Regions from separate parts of the Ovis aries genome. Here region 2 is linked to region 1. Evidence: chromatin contacts called from public Hi-C data. All regions are on one chromosome and are shown on one strand. Each heading gives the region's core, a stretch centred on a gene start, on an enhancer-like site or on the middle of the called end of the contact. The rest is flanking DNA. Distances are from core to core; before and after follow the strand shown. Region 1 overlaps MDFIC (MyoD family inhibitor domain containing). Region 2 holds the start of MDFIC (MyoD family inhibitor domain containing).

Region 1 (4,018 bases), core at 504-3,003:
GTGAATAAATAGAATCCCATATGGCAAAAGTGTTATTTTACTGTTTACTGTTTATATTATTATCACCATTTATAAGATAACCCAAGTAGGAGACCCACATGGCTTAAAAAAAAAATGCTGATTCTTTTTCATTATATACCTTGGCACAATATTTAAACAAGCACAAATCAGAAAATGTGAGGCTGAAAGGTAAATTGTAAAATAAACACAGTGGCAAAAATAAAAATGGGAAAATATTAAGCTTTGGGGAGAGATTTCTTACATCATTTTTATGCAAATATATATTTTCTTATACTTATTTTTTGTCCTAAAAATAGATAATATTGTGACCAACTTTAGCAGACTGTTTATGTAGTGATTCTTTCTAGGAAAATGCTTTTAAGATCTAAAGTAGATTTTGTTATCCAAAAGTTAAAGTCAACCTTCCTACTAATTAAACTTTTTGGATTGGAGATATTTCAACTGGCCAACTAATAAAGTCAGCACTGAGTAGGTTCAAGTATGGTTTTACTGTCTTTGCTTTCTAGCTTCCTGAGAAAATAAATGGATAATAGTTTAAATATGGGAAAAGATTATTATTTTTAAATCTCCTGCTGTAGCCAAACACACAAGATTGACTAAATCTTTCCAGGCAGATTTCTGCTCCACTCTTCTGCAAATTCTCTTAGAATTGCCTTCTTGAGTCTCTTTTTTAAGTATTTGAACTAAGAACAGAGCCTTTAATAAACCTCCTTAGGTTAAAATAGAATGGCTCTATTTTGGTGTGGTAATCAGAGTGAAGAATACATTGAAAGGTAGAGAGTTGTAGCCTCTCTAGAATAAATATTGTACCATCGTCATCATTGTTATTGCAGTAATAATATTTATTAAGTACTTACATGAAAAATTCTTTACTGAGTACTTTGTATACATTGTCTCTTTTAATCCTTATCTTAACCCTTTGCTAACAGTAACTTATTACCAGCTATCAAATATATGATTTTAAATATAGAGATTCAATAAACTAATATAAATAATACTTGCACCATTGATATTTTTTCACTTTTCTTTTGCTGCGTCACTGCCCACATACTTTTCTTCTAATGTGTTTTAAATTAAACACTTCTACTAACTCAGCATGTTACTCCCTGACAGATTTCTCTCTAAAGCTCCTAGGAAACTTTGTTTCACTTTTTGTTTCCTTCTTAGACTTTATAAAAGGTGACTCTAGAAAGAACTGCTTGAATCAGGGTTACAGTTAAGTCATGACCAACAATCACTGGATCAAATTTTCCTGAGAATTTGGAATATTTTGATCAATCAGCTGCAAATCAAGCAGCAGGATCAACAAAGCAGAGAATTAAAAAAAAAAAAAACTGCTCTCCACTTATGTAATTTAAAATATGAATGCACTTCCCATAGGAGGAAAAGGGACTCCAGGACTTGGACACGTGTTAGGAAAATGATCAAGGAGTCTCTCTGTGGGGTGGGGGAGAATGGTGCTGTTTTTGCTCCAGTTCTTTTGAGTTCATTTAGAGGAAAGATAATAGTAAAGGTTATTGTTGTTTCTCTAAGTGTGGTCTTGATGCTGCAGTGGAAAACGTAACTTGCTCTCTTTCTTTTACCTCCTGACCTATCTCACTTTCTTCCCTACTAGGAAAATCTTGACTGTGTTTTGGCTAAGATGCATGGCCTCGCTGGGACAGCAGTGTGCCAGAGGGCTCTGTGTGGGAGGCGTACTTCAGGCCAATTTATGCAAGCAGCAGGTCATTCTAGGGCCATAGGCCAGAATGCCGTGCGTCCTCTGGCTTGAAGACACACAGCTCCTTAGAGCTGAGCTACCGTACCGTCTTAGTAAATATTTCCTGCCCCCACAATCACTTGAAGAGCGGAACTCCCTAGAGATGTCTGTGTCTCATCCCTCACAGCTGACTTTCACAGAGGCCAGATACTAACTTAGCCATCCTGGCTGCAATTCAGGATGACCAAAACCCACTTTCAGCCTGCTTTTGGATTTTATTGAGAAACAGTTGGAGCAAAGCAGTATCTGGGTAGAGGAATGCCTCTTACCCTGCGTGGTGAGTCGCTCTTTGTCCCAGGGTGCATGTGAGCCTCAGCAGGAGTCACCTGTGGGTTCTCTGATTGTAAAGCTAGAGTCAGGTTTGATCACAATACAGTTTCCTGAATTAGTAATTACACATAACTGACTGCTCATGTTTCAATCTGCATTTGCTCCTTGGCATATCATTGGCCTATTGGAAAAAAAATAATGAACCCGTTTCTTTGTATATAGTTTACATGATGGAGACCTGATTAAGAAAGTAGTTTCAAGCATTTTCAGTCATAGGAAATGTTATTAGAGATTACTCAAGATAAGACACATACAGACCTGCCTTTGCTCAAAAATGGGTTGTGGGTTATTCTCAGAATTCACTGTTCTTTGCCCTTCCCTGTACTCTGCTGTTTGGTGTCTTTGTTCCAAGAAATTCAAAGCACCTGTCATACCACATCTTAAAAGAAGGAAACTAAAAAAATAGACTTATTAAGAATACAGCTGAGTTTACTGTGCAGAGTTTTCTGATGGCTCTTTGGGTTCCTTTCACTAAAACAAATTGCTTTTCTCATGCTGCTGCTGCTGCTAAGTCACTTCAGTTGTGTCCAACTCTGTGCGACCCCATTTGCCTAGTATTTCGGGCCACCAATGATTTGGGTAAATCAATTTGGGATAATTTTATTATTAAACTCATGTATCCTTACAAAAATAAATCTCATTTTAAAATAAATCTCAGTCTCATTTTAAAGAGAGCAAAGAGCCTCAAATCAGTCACAGATATTTCCAATAGTCATCTAAGATGCTGTTTAAATAAGGTTCAGTTGTTACCTTCATGGCATTGGGAAGCTATAACAGACCCTTGCCAGATATGCCAGCTGCATGGATTTAACATTGATGACCTTCCAGAGGACTCAAAGATTTTGTTTGGGTTTGTGTCTGCAAGTAATCTGTAATAGCTTTTTTTTTTTTAATCAAACACTGTGCCAAAGATTTCCTTTTATGCTTTCTTTTTAGCTCCTTAGCTGCTGATGTGTTTCTTTGTTTTCCTAAATTTACAGTAGCTGTCAGTCTTGTGCTGAATTCTCCTCTCAGTAATACACTGAATTGTGCAATTCTTTTGGGCCCAGTTTGGAAAAGGCATCCTTCCCAGAACCTAGTTGGCTTCTCAAAGGTTAAACGCTTTTGGCAAAAAACTACAAATATGACCGAATAAAACCATAAAAATGAAAAACCACAAGAACAGGGGGAAAAACAATTATTTCTCACAGTGAACTACATGGATGCAGAGGACTCATCTTTTTTAGTTTGTTTCTCCATTTAAGTCTTCTTAGTTTGTTAATTCTTATAATCCTCTCTTTGCTTCAAATAAAACCAACAACTTAATGCCTTTTATGATTTTCCATCCCCCTGGGGATGAGAGGGGTGGTAAACTATAACTGCTATTTCTTCTTAGATTATTTTAACCTTTTCATTACCTCCAGTCACAATCAAACTACCCTTTCCAGAACACAACTGGAAAGAAAAATCCTTTTGGCAAGGAATACAAATCAGGTTATTACACTGATTTGATAGGATTTAGGGATTCGTTTTTTGGCTTGTTCCTTCTTTGTTGTTATATCTGAGTATTTTTCTACTTATAAAGTACAGAAAATGGATGTGGTTTTGGTAGATGTCTCTATGAATGCACCTTGCTAATGTCACTTTAATCTCTGAAATGAATTTTGAATTGTGGCTTATTCAGATTTGATTTTTCAGAGCAGCCCAAAGTGCTTTTCCAGTAAATTAGGCAGGATAGGATAACTATTTTTGTAAGTTTTAATATCTGCAAAAAAAGCTTATTTTTTAAAAATCTGTCATGACTGTATACCAGTAGAGTTCCTATTTACTCTCTACATTGCTCCTGTTCATACGTTAATTTTAAAGTTTTAAATTTAGATTACTTTGATTGAGACACCATCTCTGTCTTGGCTGCCTATGCTTTTTTGT
Region 2 (3,957 bases), core at 1,054-3,553, 86 kb before region 1:
CTGTTATTAAGTGGTTATATATCCATATTTCCTTCTAGACTGTGAGCTTCATTGAAGGCAGTGGCCACATTGATTATCTTCACCCATGACAGTCCCCACCCCCCCCATACATATTACTGAATAAAAGAATGAGAGGATAAGGGCACTGTAGTGCTCTTTAGGAACTAAGCTAAGTATTGAGACAGATGACTGAACAAATAGAGCAAGGGACTGGGTAAGTAGACTGTCTGATGAACACTGGGGAGTCCACGCTCAGTTCCTGGGTGTCAAACACAAGGCGTATGGAGGAAGACCTGAGTTTACCTAAAGACATAAGATAGACTTTCAGTTAGCCTTGAACTGTAAATCCTAGCAGTGTAAGCCTGACAAGGTACTGAAAGGGCTGATGTCAAGAAGTCTTTGAGACCGCTTGTGTATAGACTGCACATGTACACCAGGCACGGTCACCTGTTATTTTGATGTGGCCCTTGTGACATCATTATGCCAAGTTCAGCATTACTCAGTAACATGCTTCTGCTGATAGTAACAGTTAATATTTTGAGTATTTTCCTCGTATCTGATAATCTCCTGAAAATTATCTTATTTAGTCCATATGGGACCTATGAAGGGGTACCTTAATAGTCTCATTTATGAGGCAACCAAGACACAGAGAGGTTGACTGACTTACTCAAAGTCTTACTGAGCAAGATACAGTATTGGACTGTTTTGGTGATTCTACCACGTAGAGTCTCCTTTGTTCCTAATATTTTTATTTGAATTTCTTTCCCATTAGAGGGTAAGGTGTTTAAATTCAATTCAAGGAGTTTTTAATTGAAACACCTACCGTGTGTGCAACATTAAGTACTGTGTGCAATTAAAGTAACAAATAGTTATCACTGACTATGACTTTCTAGAAGAGTGCTATAGTTTCGTAAGTATTCATGGAGTTTAACACCTTAATGAGGGTATTTTTTAAAAGACAGAGAAATAAATAAAATAGGGATAGAATAGAATCTAGATACCAAGTTTCCTCAGTGTTTGCTCTCTAATGGTAATGCAGTTGCCCTCAGAATTGATCTGTTTGCATCAAGTGGACTTCAAACAGTCCAGGCCTCCAGACAAATTTTTCAGTTCAGGTACTTTTACACACACCATTCCTGAAATCTCTAAACTTAAAAATAATAAAAGCATTTATTAGTCATAGGTTATTGGGCAGAATGTCATCCGCCTTTTGGGGCAGAATATGGTTTCAATAACTGTCATCAGAAATTTCAAAGACAATTTTTCAGGTTTAATTGAAAGTAAGTTTGGCTATACTGATTGTTCATAGGCAAGTAATACGTCTTCTTAATCAATTGGAACCAATTCCAGTTGGTTTCTTGAAGAGATGAAATTCCTGGGATATTATTGCTACCCCTAGAAGGAAGATGTGTCCAACGTGCATCTTCTCCAATTTTGATAACATTACTGTAAATTACTCTTGTCCTAAAGAGTCAGGGAATGAATTTATTCTAGCTTTCTACAAATTTTGCATTTCACTCGCAACGAATAAAGAGCAATAGTTATCTGAAGTACACTGTATCTGCAAATTATTTTATAGATGTTATTCTTGGCTCATCAGATTAAACTGCAATCAGAACATCTCCTTTATAAATGGAGAGTTGTCAGCTTTTTACTTCTGACCACAAGTTTATCTCCCCACAGAAGTCATCTGTGGAGGAGATACTTGCCCTGATATAGCCGCGGTTTGAGACCAGGGCCAGAGCATCCTCAAGGGTGTCACCCTTTTCCTGGATGCCTCTTGAGTCTTCTGGCAGCTGCAACAGGTTTTTCCTGTCTGGGATCCTGTTTGACCAACATAAACAAAGAACTGAAAAACAGAATAAAGACTTCTTCAGAGCCAGAGATGAAGAGATTAATCGCTCTGCTAGGGGTCAGGGTTTCAAAACTGCTCTTTCTGTATTCTATCAGGAAAGTGATACTTTTTCATTTGGCATTGTCCACCCTGAAGGCTTCTACTTCCTTCAAGGCATTCCCATAATGTCAGTGGGTCTGGGCCAGGAGTGGGGAGAGGGATGAGGTGACTCTCTGAGTGGGGGGCACTCTTGGGCAGCCAGGGAATAGCCAACTCCCTCCTTCCCCCGGGAAGACACTCCCACCCCACCCCGCCCAGCGCCAACCCCGTAGGGCTTTGGCCTCCTGACCCAGACAGAGCCAGGCGTGAGGCACCCGGAGGCCGAGCCCGGGTCGCACCGCCCCCAGCCTCGGGGCAGAGAGCCAAGAGTTCAAGGCCTCTCTGATCCGGATATGATGAAAAGGCGCCACAGAGCGAGAAGTGTTTCTGGAGTGCAGGAGTGGTGGAAGGGGGAAAGAGAGGCAAAGGGGCAAGAGTCCCCTCGGAGGGGAACCGGCCGGGCTGAGCTGACTGTAAAGAGGGGGCGGAGAGCACGGAGTCAGAGGAGCGGCTGCTGCCGTTGCCGCCACTGAGGTGTCTGCTGAGCGGGACGGAGGCTGGGAGGGACACCCAGAGGCGGCTGCCTGCCGCCGTCAAGCCACCGCGACCTGCGGCCCCTGCCGGAGCCTCGCTAACTTTCCGAGGCGGAAGAGGAGGAGGAGGAGGAGGAGGAGGAAAGGGCTTTGAGTGTGTTGGGGGGATGCCGAGGTAGGTGGTGATGCTCTTGGCGGGAGGAGGAGGGGTCTGATCCCCTCCCCGAGCTGCTCCCAAATCAGATCTCCCTTCCAGCGCCTCCCCCTTGAGTGCCCCCCTTCTGTCTGCTAGGACTCACTGCTGTCAACTTGCTGGGTAACAGTTTTCCTCCCGGGTTTCAAATCAAAACTTCCCCGGGGTGGGGTTTGGGGAAGGGAAGCAGAGGGGGAGGGAATGTCCCGCAGGGGTGGTGTGCTCTTCTCTCAAAACATTTTTTTTTTTTCCCAATCCTCGCCAGAAGCATTCAGTTCCCAGCACCCAACACCTCCCAGCCCCTGGTGCATCGACCCCGAAGGGCGGCGAGCTAGGCGGAGGCGCGGCGAGGGCTCAGTGGAGCGGCCCATGTCCGGCGCGGGCGAAGCCCTGGCTCCCGGGCCCCAGCGCGGGGCTGAGGCTGGCGGTGGCCGGCTGGGCGCCCCAGCCCAGGGTGAGTGTCGCTTGCAAGTTGCGAGCTCCTTTGTCACTGTTGCATTTTAAAATGTGTTCGCACATTTACTGCTTGGAATCTGTGTGTGGGGAATTGGTGCAAGGACTGAGCCTACCTCGTCGTAGTGAACTTTTGCATAGTTAGCATTATTCAATCAAGTTCTCCAGGATCGCAGCCTCAGATCAACAACCGGATAAGAGGGCGGGATCCGCTGATCTCTCCACTCCCCCTTCTTTGGCTGCCGAGAAACTGGATGTGTACAGGATCACTACTTTCTTAAACATATGCATTTCAGGGCCCAAGACCCAACAGTGTGGGCTCCGAAGCGCTTCCCCACCACTTAAGTTCTGTGTCTTCAGCAGATCCAGGACTGCCGCTGCTCTTTGAGAAACCTGCACTCTCCCTTCATCTTTCTATTTCTTGTGGGCTCCTCTGCAGCTTTGATAATCCAGGTTTCTGTGACCAGTTGCTTTGGAATGGCTCATGCATATGCTTTCAATAGCTGTTTTTGTTTTGAAATAAACAGGCTTCAAAAGAAATGTTTTCCAAGAATGAATTAGCTCTTTGTGTTCATCCAAGTTATAAACAAATACAGTCTGTAAAAAAAAAAAAAAATAAGTACTCCTGTTCCTGGGGAACTTCCACAAGAAGCTTATACACAAATCAGACAGGATCTTCTCTTGAAGGTAACATACTTCATGTTGGCGACAGAGAGAAAGGATCTTAATCCTATGTATCTTCCTCTTAGTGTGACTCTGCTTTAAAGGGTTCTGACTCATATAAACTAAATAATTTTCCAGGGTTCAGAAACCTATTTTTAAATCTTGATTTCAAGCCTGATACC

The links. Hi-C and Micro-C count contacts between places; a contact is called where the count stands out from the background.
Region 2: a contact with region 1 is called in a Hi-C map of tail adipose tissue, with 1.8 times the contacts expected there. The contact joins the promoter of MDFIC here to the enhancer-like site in region 1. A contact is called at or near these places in 5 of 16 Hi-C or Micro-C datasets (omental adipose tissue, retroperitoneal adipose tissue, skin fibroblasts and 1 more).

What each region holds. Positions count from the first base shown.
Region 1 is chr4:54,994,271-54,998,288 of ARS-UI_Ramb_v3.0, reverse strand. All of the region lies in intron 4 of MDFIC (MyoD family inhibitor domain containing), which reads left to right. Among named protein-coding and RNA genes, the nearest start is that of MDFIC, 86 kb to the left of the region's middle. Within about 2 kb of position 1,753, at least 27 of the 54 cell types and tissues checked have an H3K27ac peak or open chromatin away from gene starts, as enhancers often do. A contact at or near this core is called in tail adipose tissue, where this site is marked.
Region 2 is chr4:55,080,796-55,084,752 of ARS-UI_Ramb_v3.0, reverse strand. It overlaps MDFIC (MyoD family inhibitor domain containing), which reads left to right and starts at 2,303. Exons shown (of 5, transcript XM_042248573.1): 1 at 2,303-2,641; 2 at 2,925-3,113. The coding sequence starts at 3,029.